Linked DNA regions of Mus musculus: all the other regions are linked to region 1. Evidence: chromatin contacts called from public HiChIP or PLAC-seq data. All regions are on one chromosome and are shown on one strand. The core of a region is the stretch at or near the end of the contact, and the rest is flanking DNA. Distances in the headings are between cores, read along the strand shown. Region 1 overlaps Nme7 (NME/NM23 family member 7). Region 2 has its middle 100 kb from the start of Gm26685. Region 3 has its middle 29 kb from the start of Gm26685.

Region 1 (4,516 bases), core at 1,374-3,873:
CCCACTCATTAAAACCGATCCAACTGTAACTGTGGGCGTAGAAAACAGTAAGGGTAGACTCCATACCAACAAAGCATGGACAGAACAGGCAGACAGCAGCTAGGACTCCCAGGGAAGAGCAATCAAACACGAATCCTTACCGTGAAGACAGAATAGGTTTAACATAGCAAAGGACATAAGGAATAGCTAGCCTAGCCTGGTTGCAATAAGATAACAGGCTTAAGACTGAAAAGATTAAGAAGAATAGAAAACAATGTACGAGACCAGGGAAAACCAGAAACCTACAAAGCAGGCTCTGCACCACAGGGACCCCCAGCTCCCTGCAGGGGAGGTTCCTCCTCATCTGAGAGGTGAACTCCTTTGGGACTGGAAGAAGAGCAACTCCCAGTTAAAGATGGCGTGCAATCACAAGGATGCTACATATGTGAAAAAAACACCGGTAGAAATTTGTTTCTTTTAGAGCCAAACACCACAAAAAGACTGAAAAGCTAACTCTAAGCCATGTAAACATTTGTCCATATATGGACAAAATAAATATTTTCCCTGATCTAAAATTAGTTCTGTTGTTTGTCACCTTTTCAAGAAACACATTTTAGAAGCTTCTCAAGGCTATCTGGCTTTGCTTATACTTTTTAAAGGACTACACAGTTTTGTCTATTTTAGCTACCCAAAGTCACAGCTAAGGAGACCTGCAAATCTAGACACAATATTTCAAGAACATTGCTTCTTCTGCTGGTTCGAATGGCTCTGGCATAGCTTCAGGAAGACTACATTGCCACGTATACAACAGGCTTCAAAATAGACACATCCTTGGCTATAAATCAAATAATTCTTGCCCTCGCCTGTGCAGTGTGTTCTAAAATTAAATTCTTGCCCTCTCCTGTGCAGTGTGTATTATGTTCACTGGTACAGACCACTTTCCCCCTAGTCCCCAGCATGCTGATAATGAGACAGCTTTGATGCTGAGGCTCCTCAAAGTATGGTGCCAGCTTTCAGTAGTGTGAGCGTGACCTGGAAACTTAACAGAAAAGCAAGGTCTTATGGGATAGATTGGTGCAGGCCTGTGACCTCAGATTCTTGAGAGTCACAAAAAAGAACCACAAAAAAGTCACAGCCTTTCTATGTCCACAACTCAACCTACCCAACCAAGGGAAATCATAAATGTGCAATTAGTTTTGTCTTAATTTCTCCTACTCTTTATTCTTTAATTTGAAAATGATGAAACACATAAAATGAAAATAAAGTTGTATATCATGAAAGTAAATTTTCCCCTACTTTAGAATTTCAGTTCTTAATAAAGGCATTCATTGCTGTGTTCATTTCTCCCATGTTCTTCTAAAATGTTCAACCCATTCACAAGCATACTTGTGTGTGTGTGCACCATACATTTTATGCTTTACTTAATTTCCATATATGAGTTGTTAATAAAAATAAACCTATGGTACAGGGTATGGCATCCATGTGAAGTTTAATAAATAGTTTTGGAGCTAACTACCAGCGACATCCCAAGCCGGAGCTCTTGTTACAGGTCTCCAACAGTTAGCCTCCCCCCTTCGGAGGTGACTGCTTGGCTGTGGAAGGCTCACTCCTGTATGCTTTACCACCTACTCATTGTTATTTTTTATTGATACATAAGGTAAATGAAGACGGGAAAGAACAAGAAGAAAAGACAAGCTAAAGAAAAGGAATGGAGAAGAATGTAAAGAAGGCAAGAGCAAAAGGCAAGAGACTGGAGCAGAGGAAAACAAAAAGATTTCATGGGAAAATGCATAACTAACAGATAAGTATAAGAAGGGAATAAACCAAAAACATATACAAGCCTTTTTAAAAATTGGAAAGAGCCGGGCAGTGGTGGCACACGCCTTTAATCCCAGCACTTGTGAGGCAGAGGCAGGCAGATTTCTGAGTTCGAAGCTAGCCTGGTCTACAGAGTGAGTTCCAGAACAGCCAGGACTACACAGAGAAACCCTGACTCAAAAAAACAAAAACAATAACAAAATCGGAAAGATACAGTCAAAAAACTACTAAAGGTAGATAAGGAGACAAAAAAAAAAAAAAAAGGCTGATAGAAGATTGCTCAATAAAGAAAAAACAAAATTAGACAAGGGCATGGAGATTATGGAGATGACTAAAAAAGATGGATAGAAGACGGTATAAAATATAGTAAATATTAAAATAGTAAAATTAAGTAAAATGTTCCTAAAAGTACAACGGAAAGACCAGAAAGGAGTGCACAGTGTCTTCCTGTGCTTTCTGCTGCTCTGTGCTGAACTGTGCTGGTGACTGTCTGACATCCCCAAAGGCCTTCACTTTGCTAGTTGCTTAGCAGCGGCCTCTGCTGGTCACAGTTAGCTTTTCAGTCCCAGGGTTGGACTGACTGCCCCACCCTTCTGAGTCTACCAATTTGTAGCCCCTGAGGTGACTGTGAGGCAGGGGGTTGCTCCCAAGTATCATAATGTGAGGAATGCAGCCACAGGACTGAGGGCTGCACAAACTCCTGGGCATTAATCATCGTGGAGGACTGTGATGCAGATAACAAGCACACACACACCCCCACTCACACCCGGAGGTTCCCCGAGTTCTTCACCTCTCCATCAGTGAAGCCTACAATAGGCACTTGGCTCCAGAGACTGGTCTAGCCACAGACCTCAGGCTCAGAGTCATTCTCAGTGAATGAAGTCAGCTCCCGGTGCTAGAGGCGAGACTTTCGTTATACATGGCATTGTTTGGATGAGCAGCTTGAGATCTGCATTTCTGGGGCTTGTCAGCAAATCGTAGAATTAGATTGACACTTCTGAAAGCTATAGCTTGTCTTGAGGGCAAGACTCCAGGTAGTGTTCATCAGAGCTTCTTAGTCACACCACTGGTTTCTAACTAGAGCACTCAAAGACAAAGTCCAATGCACGTGTGCTCAGCAAGCCTGTGACTGCAGCGTGCCTTAGGAAGGTAAGTGCTAAAGAAAGTCACAGTCAAGTCCAAAAGTCAATATGGGAGGAACTACACAAACCTCTGAATATCAATGTGGTAGTTTCAAGGAAAATGGCCCCCACAGACTCATAGGGAGGGGCATTATTGGAGGTGTGACCTTGTTGGAGGAAGTGTATCACTGGGAGGTGGGCTTTGAGGTTTCAAAAGCTGAAGCCAGCCTAGTGGCTCACTGTCTCTTCCTGCTGCACTGCAGATCTAGATGTAGAACTCTTGACTACCTCTCTGTCACCATGTCTATATCTGTGCCACCATGTTTCCCCGCCATGATGATAAAAGACTAAACCTCTGTACCGCAAGCCAGCTCCAATGAAAAGTTTTCATTTGTAAGAGTTGCCATGGTCATGGTGTCTCTTCACAGCAATAAAACCCTAAGACAATCAAGAAACAATTCACTAGGGGCCACAAGTGCATCAACTGAGAGAGTGGTTCTGGTACCTTGACTGGGCAGAGTGAAACTTTTATCCTGCTCTCCTGCTCTTTTGTGGTCCCTCACAAAGAGCAGGAGAGCAGGAGAGCTGACCTTAACCCTGCTGGCGGCAGCATTGGGTGGGCTAGCTGGGGCAGTGCTGGAGAGCTTGCTCAGCTCTCTAATATACTTCTAGGCCCAGATCCAGGGGTCTGAGTTGGCCCACCCTAAATTCTACACCATCTGTGAACTGTTGGAGAGCACGAGAGGGCCAGTCCTGCAATTCCAAAGCAGAAGACTTGCCATGACATAGGAGGGCAACAACAGGATAACTGGGACGAGTCCCGGATCCAGTACCAATGGTGTGGCAGAAGCCAGAGGCCTCGGACCAGACCAATGACTCATTGCAGCGAACATTTCCAAGTGAAGATGTGTGGACAGAGGGAAATACTGTGGGACATGCTACAGCTTTGATGATGAGATGTTTTCTACACTTTAATTTTGTCGTCATTGTTGTTTTGTTTCTATTATCTTTTAGGGGTGGGGCTTGCAAGGGTGAAGAGTGAATAAGAAGGGGCAGAGAGATAAGATTCACACACACACACACACACACACAAATCAATTAAAACAAACAAACCAAGCAAACATAGAAGAAGAATCCTGGAGCTGGAGGTAGGACGATGACGCCACTACTGATAGACAGTGCTCTTCCAACTTTGATGAGCCCTACAAGCACTTGAGCTTGTGGACTATGCCTGTTCACAGGCCTTAACCTTGGACTTCTCAGCCAGGTTAGTATCTTCTGAGCTTGTTCAGTAGCTCTAGAGTAGGGCTGAGACATGCATTGGAGGTGTCTGAGCTGTCTCTGTGAACACTCGGTTTGAAAAAAAACTAAACTGAAAACTTCACAGTGGGCAATACCGCCATTTCCCCTGGGAATTTGTCCTACTCAGTATTTTGACTGCAAGTGCATACATCTGTGTACCACATGCATACCTGGTGCCTGTGAAGGGCAGAAGAGGTCACTGGATCCCTTAGAACTAGAGTTGCAGACAGTTGTGAGCCACCATGTGGATGCTGGGAATCAAACCCAGGGCCTCTGTAAAGACAAGTGCCCCTAAC
Region 2 (4,516 bases), core at 732-3,231, 240 kb before region 1:
GAGTGCCAGGGTTACAAAGTAAGTTCAAATCCAGCATGGGCAACTTAGAAAAACCTGCCTCAAAACAAAAATTACAAAAAGGGTAGGTTTACAATTCAGTGAGATGCACTTGCCTAGCATGTGTGAGGCCTTGAGATCAAACCCATTAAACAAATCAAAAAGTTATTACTGTAAATGCTAAGAGCATTAAAAAATGATTTATGAACAGATGAAGACATAGGTGAGTTACAAGTCCAAGAGCTATTCCAAGCCAACCTAGTATGTGAACCTTTGAAGTGCTTTATAGGGTGTAAATGTGAACAGGTTAAAAAGTACATTCTTGATTGCATAATAGTCCACTGCTGTTTGTATGCAAGAGTGATGTAGAATATTGTCTATGTATGGATCCACAGTTTGGTCATGGGACTTGGAAAAGCCAAACTGGCTTTGACTTAGCAGCGTCCAGTCTAGGACCAGTTTTCATGGTTTATGTAAACTGCTTGTCATCAGTCATCAACAAAGGAAGGTCACCAACAAAGTCTGACCCAGTTGCGAGCCCTGCAATCTATTATAATGCCTAGCCTACAAAGATATGCCCAGGATGCAATACTGAGATGAACATTACGTTATGCAATGCTTTGTGGAGAAACAAGTTTCTGATTGGATTTAAGGCCTGCTGTACAGTGAATACTCATACTCTATATTGCAAGTTTGATCAAGAATCTATGGTGAAGGAGCTCAGAAGCGCCAGGAGTATGCCTACTTCTACAACTTTGCTAAATAGATATAACATTAAACTGTCTTCTAAGAATCAATCTCTGTACCTACACATTATGGTGGGTCTCATTAGAGTCCTTCTCAGAGAATGTTTTTGTACATTAGATGGTAGTTGATACAGAAACTCATAACTGAACAAAACGCAGAGTCTAATGTCTGTGTAGTGCACAGCCATAGATGGAAAATATTTATTATACCCCCTTCTCCCTTGTGAAGTCACACAGGAGTCAGGCCGACTGTAAGGGCTGAGGTTGGGGAAGACTAGGTCAAAACAGTTTCATCTGGATATGACAGAACATCTGGACTGAGAACTTACAGCAACTGTGTCTACCTGCCCAAGGTCAAAACAGTGACCACTCCAACACAGACTCCAACCAGAGAAGGGATAGGCTTAAGGGACTCCAGCACTATTGACAGCTGATGGGTCAGAGATAGGGGGAAGTCAATTCTCTTTAAGGATATGGCCATTGGTAGGCTAGAGTGCATTGGCCCACGGTCAGAGATTTATGGGCAGAACTAACTGAGCTCATTAGATTAAAAATAAAGAGAAGAAGATATGAAGTTGGGAGGAAGATGTGGCTGGGATTTGACAGGAAAAAAAAAGAAGTTGTAGAGGTTAAATATGATTGGAATATATCATATGCATATATGAAATTCTCAAAGAATAAGTAGAAATATATTAAATAAAAGGATAAGGTCTGGAGAGATGGCTCAACAGTTAATTAAGACTACTTCCTGCTCTTCATAGGACCAAAGTTCTGTTCCCAGCACACGTATCAGCTCACAACCACCTGTAGCTCAAACTCCAGGGGATCCAGCGCCCCCTTCTGGCCTCTGCAGTCACTTGCACTCCTGTGGACATACCCAGAAGTGCACATACATATAAGTAAAAATAAAATAAGTTTTTTATTTTTTAAAGAATGCAATCTAGGGTTAAATAAGCCTAAAAGAATTCTTTCTATCTGAATAAAAATACTGTTGATCCAGAAAACTGGTACTGTATACTTGCAGTATATATGTTACATAAAGCTTCGGTGTATCTAATGACCAATAGGATCTTAGATTCAATACCATCCAGAAAGTTCATTTTGTTCCTCTACTGCCTATTAATAAGTCCAGCTGAGAGTTTCAGGTTTTAGGATTACTCAAGCAAAGCATTTACCACAAACCTGCTAGACCAGAGCCCGGCTTAAGTCCTGTATCCTAGCTTGCTTTCTATGGCTGTGATAAACAGCATGAACAAAGGAACTTGGACAGGACAGAGTTTATTTGGCCTCCTGATCACAGTTCACTGCAGAGGGAAGTTGGATCAGGAGCAGACGCAGGAATCTGAAGGCACGAACTGAAGAAGAAGCCATGGAGAGACACTCTTGAGTGCCTTGTTCCCCTGTATAGCCCAGGACCACCGGCTCAGGGGTGATCCAATTAGAACATCTAGGATTTGGTCTGAACCAAGTCCCTAAAAAAGCAACATGGAACAGAAAGAAGCAGAACATAGACCTGGATTGAAATCTAGTAAAGTTACAAAATGAGAACGCTAATTACAAAGCAGAAGTAAATGGTTAAGAGTGAGCAGATAGAACATGGAGGAATGCCAGGAGCCTGACTAGTCCTCCAATGTTGCCTTAACTAGTCTACCTGGAACACTCCTTCTATTTGTGGCTTCTGGGTGTAACTGGAAATCATCTGCCATGCTGCAGTTAGCTGAAGGAAGCATGCCTGCTTAACTAGATAAGGCAAAAGTGAAGCGTTAGAACCACGGTCAGACTTAAGTGCTGCCGTATTGGGAGAGAAAGCATTCTGCCCTACCCCACATGGGAAACAAGGACCAACAAGGAAGTTACAAGCAAACAGGTTCTGAGCCCCAAATGCGAGGCCTCCAGTGGAACTTTTGGGGGGTTGTTTGTTTGTTTGTTTGTTTTTGTTTTGTTTTTTGTTTTTTCGAGACAAGGTTTCTCTGTGTTGCCCTGGCTGTCCTGGAACTCACTCTGTAGACCAGGCTGGCCTCGAACTCAGAAATCCACCTGCCTCTGTCTCCCAAGTGCTGGGATTAAAGGCATGCGCCACCATCACCTGGCCCAGTGGAACTTTTGAATCTTCATCTACTAACTTTAAAGAGTGTCTGGAACATTCTAAATTATTTGCTTAATAAATAAAAATAAGAAGGACTGTTAAGGAAGCCGTATAATGTACTCCACTTTTCTGAGAAGGCAGCGGAGACAAAGGGAAATTAAATCGCTTGCCCAATGATGTCATCCAACAAAGTCAGAATTTGAAACAGAGACCCAATTCCGGAGTCTCTGACTCAACTACCCCATTATGCTATGTGGCATGGAAGACAGAGCTGGAGTTGAGCCAGCACCATGGGAGAGGCCATTTAAATGTTCTTCCATGGTATAAGTCTCAGTCAATTTAGCTATCAGTTTTCATTGTTATCAAATTACTTCTTTGGACTACCTTAGTCTTTATGTTGGCAAAGCTGAACATTCTAGCCATATTTGTTAAGTGTCTTTAAAGTGTCACAGCACAAGGTGTGAGACACTTTATAGGAGAAATAATAAACCCTTTCGACCGCAAAATATTACACGAATCACTTTTAAAAAGTTTTGGCCTCTTGAGTTTTCTACTTCATCAGAAAGAACTCCGTGCTTGCCTGCATGGGCCCGCAAGGGCTCAGAGAGTCCGTTAGGAACTCTAACCCAGGCTCCGTTAGGAATGCTTCATCAGCTCCCACTTTAGCCAAATGCTAAGCAACCTTCTGTTTATCCCATGGCAGCCACTTGGAGTCGTGATGGTGGTACAGAGAATTCCAAGCAGAATCTGGTGAGGAGTGCAGTGGAGTAAACTGACCAAGAATGTTCCCAGCAAAGGGTCTCTCCAAGGGGTGATAATTACACTGTAAGGAAATGCACAGTGGCAGCTGTGTTAAAGGACCCAAGAAGATGAAGGGGTTTGCAACACCATAGAAGGAACAACAATAGGAACCAATCAGTACCTTCAGAGCTCCCAGGAACTAAATCACCAACCAAGGAGTACACATGGAGGGACTCATGGCTCCAGCTGCATATAGAGCAGAGGATGGCCTTGTGGGACATCAATGAGAGGAGAGGCCCTTGTTCTTGCGAAGGGCCCCAGTGTAGGGGAATGCCAGGACAGGGAAGTGGAATTACAATTTAAGACTTGTCCCCAGGAAAGAGGCTGTGCTATCATTTGAATCTGAAGGGTCCCCTAAAGGCCCACATGTTAAACATCTGAGTCCAGCCCTCCACCCTCAGACCATATATGCTGAAGATCTCTATGAATTCAGCCCAAGGCAAAATCACAACTTACTTATAAGATCATGAGGTGGTTTTGTTACTGTTTTGTAACTAAGTTACACAGTTCTCAAGTGTAAAAATTTTAGATGCTATCACACAATGTCAAGAGGTTAGACGTGCCCGTAAGCCTTGGTCTCCAGCCTGGACTTTTGAGACGTAGAGCTATGGTGGAGGTTTTAAGTCGTTTAGGGGGTGTGCCCCTCAAATTGACTGTGAGGTCTCATCTCCTCTTTCTCTTTTCTTCCTGAGGTGAACAGCTGCCTCAGGTTCATTCCCCCACTGTCACATGCTGCCTTGTCACAGGCTCAAAGCAACAGGGCTAACCAACCATGGGACAAAAGGCTCCTAAACCATAAACCAAAATAAACCTTTATGCGGTTACATTTGACTTCCTTCAGATATTTTGTTGCAGTGGTGCAAAGCTGACAGAGATGATAGCAATT
Region 3 (4,516 bases), core at 933-3,432, 170 kb before region 1:
TCACCTCCCAGGTCCTGGGGATAGCTAGTAATCTGTCACATGGCTTTATGGAAAAACAAAACAAAACAAAAACCCTCTCTCTGCAAGATACAATGGTAATTGCCTAGAAAACTTATTTTCTTTCTAAAGAACTTGAAATGGAGAACATAAAGAAAAGCAGCCTGTTGTTCACAGGTAAAGGTAGAAATGTTATTATTGTGTGTTCTTCACATCTTTTACACTTGCCTCCTGTTAGCACCCCAGTTGGTCAGTATTTACCCACTGAGTATGGTTCAGTGGAGACAGATTCTCTCAGAGGTCTGCAACTGAAAGAAAATGAGATTTTGTATCTTGTGATTCATGTAAAAGAGTTGTCTATGAGCCTCCGGCCTGGGGCCGAGAACAAAGCAGAACAGACAGGGCTGTTGTTAAGACATTCCTAAGAATGGCTTGATTGTACAAGCAGGGCTATCTTGTCTGGGTCAACACCACCTGGCCGGAACCTCCCCTCTGTCTACTGCCCCTTGATGCCGGGTAAAGTCATACATCAACTGGTTGCTATGTGAACAAAGATAAGCCCCCAGCCCACAGGAACAAAGTCCTGATGCCCTGTAATCTTTCTGTTAATGTTTGAATAAACCAATAGTGTGTCGCTATGCTGAATTCCACACCCCTAAGCCCCTTACCCCATAAAACCCCCTAGCTTTCAAGCCTCGGGGCCGACATGCATTATCTCCTGTGTGGGATGCATGTCGGTCCGGAGCTCCGTCATTAAACGTCCTCATGTAGTTACATCAAGAGATGGTCCTTCGTGATTTTTTTGGGTGCACGCCGAATTGGGAATTGGGTGGGGGTTTCCCCACTAGGTCTAACACAACATCCTCCCCCCCCCCAAAAAAACAACACTTTTCCAGGCCTACATAGTCATGTGTGAATTATAAATTCAGAAATGGACAGCTTGTCTCTATACTAAACTATGAACTACCAGGTGGAGTGACTTGATCCCTGGGGATTATCTGATGGTAAGCAAATGGGATTTTATAAAGGATCAGTCAAAGTGGCAGTCCGCAGGGACTGTTGGCTAGAAGGACCTCGGCTATGGCAGTCCATGGAACTCTCATGTCACCTCTCCTCTTGCCTCTCCACAAGGAGAAAGCCCTAAGTATTAAGAACAAGCATCTCAAGGGAGCTAGGTAGGATGGTACCCTAGTTTTCAACAGAGTTTTGTTTCTGCTCTAGTTCCACATGTGCTCAGTTTCAAAGAAAGGGTTATAGTCTCCGCCCCTCAATGAGTCAAGATCACATTGCAAAAACAAAAGGTATTGTTGGGGCTATATCTGGAAACTACCATTGTTTAGTCAACAATTTACCCCTCTTCCTTGATAAATACTTGCCTCTAGGACCACCAAATCTCACTCTATCACGACATTAGGCCATTGTTTAAACCAAGCACTTCAAATATAGCAATTTGAGTACCATTCCTCCACTATAAAGAGTAAGCTAAAGTTACTGAACACACCCTCACCCCCATCCCCACCTCCTACCTTCCACCCCCAACCCCCAGTGATATAATAGTTCAACATAACTATGACAGACACTCCTGTTCATAAAGGAAGGACGCATGAGGTGCATAGCAGTCACAGGTCCAGACATCTTTCTGAAACCCAGAGGGGCACAAACTGCCTGCCCGGTGTTCACTAAGGCTCTTGGGTCTGCTGCTCGTTCTGAACCTCTTGGCACTGCCCACAGAGTACTTGGCTCTGCCACAGAGTAATTTTTTCAGCCAGCTCATTACATGTATCGAGGAATCCAAATGTCCCATTTCATTTGTGCTGGTTGTGAGCCTTTTGGTGTAAGCTGATACAATCCCTTTGAAAGCTTTGTGAACACTTGGGGTTATCCATTTATAATTTATTCGGTGAGACTTTTAAAAACCAGACCACGAATTTCCTTGTGACTGGCTTTGCTTTCTCAGCTTTGGGGTCCCTGTGATATTTCATGAGGCAATAATATCTTTATTGCTCTTTTTGCTTTTTTTTTCTTTTAACTACACTTATTTGTTTGTTTGAGGTGGGTGCACTTGTGTCAGAGGACAGCTAATGAGGATCTTTTCTCTCCTGCCATGCAGGGCCTAGGGCTACACAAAGTCATCAGGCTTAGTGGGAAGTGCCTGCACCTGCTGAGCCATCTTACAGCACCCCGCCCTAGCTCTTTCTTTTTCTTTTCTCTTGAGAAAGAGTCTTCCCACAGAGTCTTCAGGGTGACTGTGACCTCATGACACTCCTTCCTCAGCCTCATAAACCCTGTAATTAACCATAGCCACTGACTTCATACATCTTTAGAAGCCCTATTGCCAAACAAAAGAGATCAGATGTTACCAGCTTTTCTGGGGCATCTTAGAAAATAGTGGGGTGAGGGTGCTAAACCTATTCTTTTTTTTTTTAATTTATTTATTTATTATATGTAAGTACACTGTAGTTGTCTTTAGACACACCAGAAGAGGGCATCAGATCTCATCACGGATGGTTGTGAGCCACCATGTGGTTGCTGGGATTTGAACTCAGGACCTTCGGAAGAGCAGTCAGTTCTCTTACCCACTGAGCCATCTCTCCAGCCCGCTAAACCTATTCTTGCTCTAAGTCAAAAGCTATCACCGAAGGCTGGACCCTTCCCTCTGTTTGAAAAACTCAAAGGCGAACTGTCTTTAGAAAAAAAGGTTCACTAAGGCTGAACCACGGGGCTCCAAGATCATTAAACTCAAGTTGGGAACTCAGGAAGATGGTCAAGCAAACAAGAGGGCGGTTGCTAGTGACAACATATTTAGACAACTAACAATTGCAAATATTGGGGCTGTCAAATTGAGAGACAGATAGACAGGAGGGGGGAGGAGGGGGAGGAAGGAGAGAGAGAGAGAGAGGTGCATAGGCTGGCTTCCAACTTGCTACTTCTGATCCTCCTACCTACATTGCCCAAGTGATTAGATTACAGGAGCATGGCAGTATGTTCATATCTCTCTCTCTCTCTCTCTCTCTCTCTCTCCCTCTCTCTCTCTCTCTCTCTCTCAAATGCTAGATGTCAAATTCAGGGCCTTTTGCATATCAGGCACTCTACCAACTAAGCTACCTCTCTGACCCAGAAAATGAAATTTCATAACTGAAATATTTAAGGATAGGTAATTTCAAATGGCACAGTCCAGCATACAAGGAACTAGCGGCAGTGGAAAGCCACGAGCTGTCGCCCCACAAACTGCTTCTTCACTGACAGCAGGAAGGAGGGGGGAAAGTGAAATGGAGAAACGTGTGTGGTGCCAACTGTGCCCCCGATGGGTATACACTGGGGAGCACCCAAAGTCACATGTGCAGCCTTCCTCCCAAAATTATTAATCAGGTCCAGATCATGAAGAAATGCCTAGACGGATCCCTATTGAAGAAGCAGCTTGGCATGGGGGTCTTCCGAACTTTAAGATTAGGATAGAGTTTTGTAAGTGGATCTCGGGAAAGACCCTTCATTGTTTTAGGTTGTTTTTCTGGTGCGTGATAAAACACCAACCTAAATCAACTAAGGCGGGGTGGAGAGGGTTTATTTCCACTAAAGAGTCACAGTCCATGATTGAGGGAAGTCAAGTCAGGGAAGGAGCCTCCAGGCAGGAACTGAAGTAGACTGGAGAGGAGTGTTGCTTCCTGGCTTACTTTCCATGGCTCGCTCACCTTACTTGAGACTCGAGGGAGGTATCACCCACAGTGGGCTAGCCCTCCCATATCAACCATAATTCAAGAAAATACCCCACAAAAACATGCCCAGAGGAGGCAATTCCTCAATTCTCTTCCCTCTTCTCAAGTGACTCTAGTTTTTGTCAAATTGACAAAGGAAGGTTTTTAAAAACATTTTTTGGCAGAAAGATTTTGCTGGCAGAACCCTGATATAGCTGTCTCTTGTGAGGCTATGCCAGTGCCTAGCAAATACAGAAGCAGATGCTCACAGTCATCTATAGGATGGAACACAGGGCCCCTAATGAAGGAGCTAGAGAAAGTACCCAAGGAGCTAAAGGGGTCTGCAACTCTATAGGAGGAACAACAATATGAACTAACCAGTACCCCCCAAAGCTGTGTCTCTAGTTGCATATGTAGCAGAGGATGGCCTAGTCAGCCATCAATGGGAGGAGAGGCCCTTGGTATTGCGAAGATCATATGCCCCAGTACAAGGGAATGCCAGGGCCAGGAAGCAGAAGTGGGAGGGTTGGGGAGCAGGATGAGAGGAGGGTATAGGGGACTCTCAGTATAAGGGGCTTTGGGGATAGCATTTGAAATGTAAATGAAGAAAATATCAAATAAAAAAGTTTTTAAAATTATTGGAGCAGGGGCTTAGGGAGATGGCTCGTTAGGTAAGCTTCCCTCTCAAGTGTGAGGACTTGAGTTCATGTCTCTAGAATGTCGAGCTGGATGCTGTCCTGCTTGTCTGCAATCCCAGCGCTCCTATGGTGAAATGAGAGCCAGAGTCGGGAGAATCTTTGCAAGTTCTTGAGCCAGTGAACAGCAAG

The links. HiChIP or PLAC-seq counts read pairs in DNA pulled down with a chosen protein or histone mark.
Region 2: a RAD21 HiChIP or PLAC-seq map of pro-B cells shows a contact between it and region 1, with 4 times the contacts expected there. The contact joins two enhancer-like sites. A contact is called at or near these places in 1 of 15 datasets of contacts at CTCF or cohesin (pro-B cells), 2 of 484 Hi-C or Micro-C datasets (embryonic stem cells and uterus), 1 of 115 datasets of contacts at active chromatin or transcription factors (embryonic stem cells) and 2 of 9 other capture datasets (adipose tissue and embryonic stem cells).
Region 3: a contact with region 1 is called in an H3K27ac HiChIP or PLAC-seq map of trophoblast stem cells, with 3 times the contacts expected there. The contact joins two enhancer-like sites. A contact is called at or near these places in 1 of 484 Hi-C or Micro-C datasets (Sertoli cells), 3 of 115 datasets of contacts at active chromatin or transcription factors (embryonic stem cells and trophoblast stem cells) and 3 of 9 other capture datasets (adipose tissue, embryonic stem cells and liver).

What each region holds. Positions count from the first base shown.
Region 1 is chr1:164,364,733-164,369,248 of GRCm38.p6, reverse strand. All of the region lies in intron 9 of Nme7 (NME/NM23 family member 7), which reads right to left. Among named protein-coding and RNA genes, the nearest start is that of Gm39690, 52 kb to the left of the region's middle. Within about 2 kb of position 2,623, at least 27 of the 459 cell types and tissues checked have an H3K27ac peak or open chromatin away from gene starts, as enhancers often do. A contact at or near this core is called in pro-B cells and trophoblast stem cells, where this site is marked.
Region 2 is chr1:164,600,711-164,605,226 of GRCm38.p6, reverse strand. No RefSeq gene overlaps it. Among named protein-coding and RNA genes, the nearest start is that of Gm26685, 100 kb to the right of the region's middle. Within about 2 kb of position 1,981, at least 8 of the 459 cell types and tissues checked have an H3K27ac peak or open chromatin away from gene starts, as enhancers often do. A contact at or near this core is called in pro-B cells, where this site is marked.
Region 3 is chr1:164,529,592-164,534,107 of GRCm38.p6, reverse strand. No RefSeq gene overlaps it. Among named protein-coding and RNA genes, the nearest start is that of Gm26685, 29 kb to the right of the region's middle. Within about 2 kb of position 2,182, at least 11 of the 459 cell types and tissues checked have an H3K27ac peak or open chromatin away from gene starts, as enhancers often do. A contact at or near this core is called in trophoblast stem cells, where this site is marked.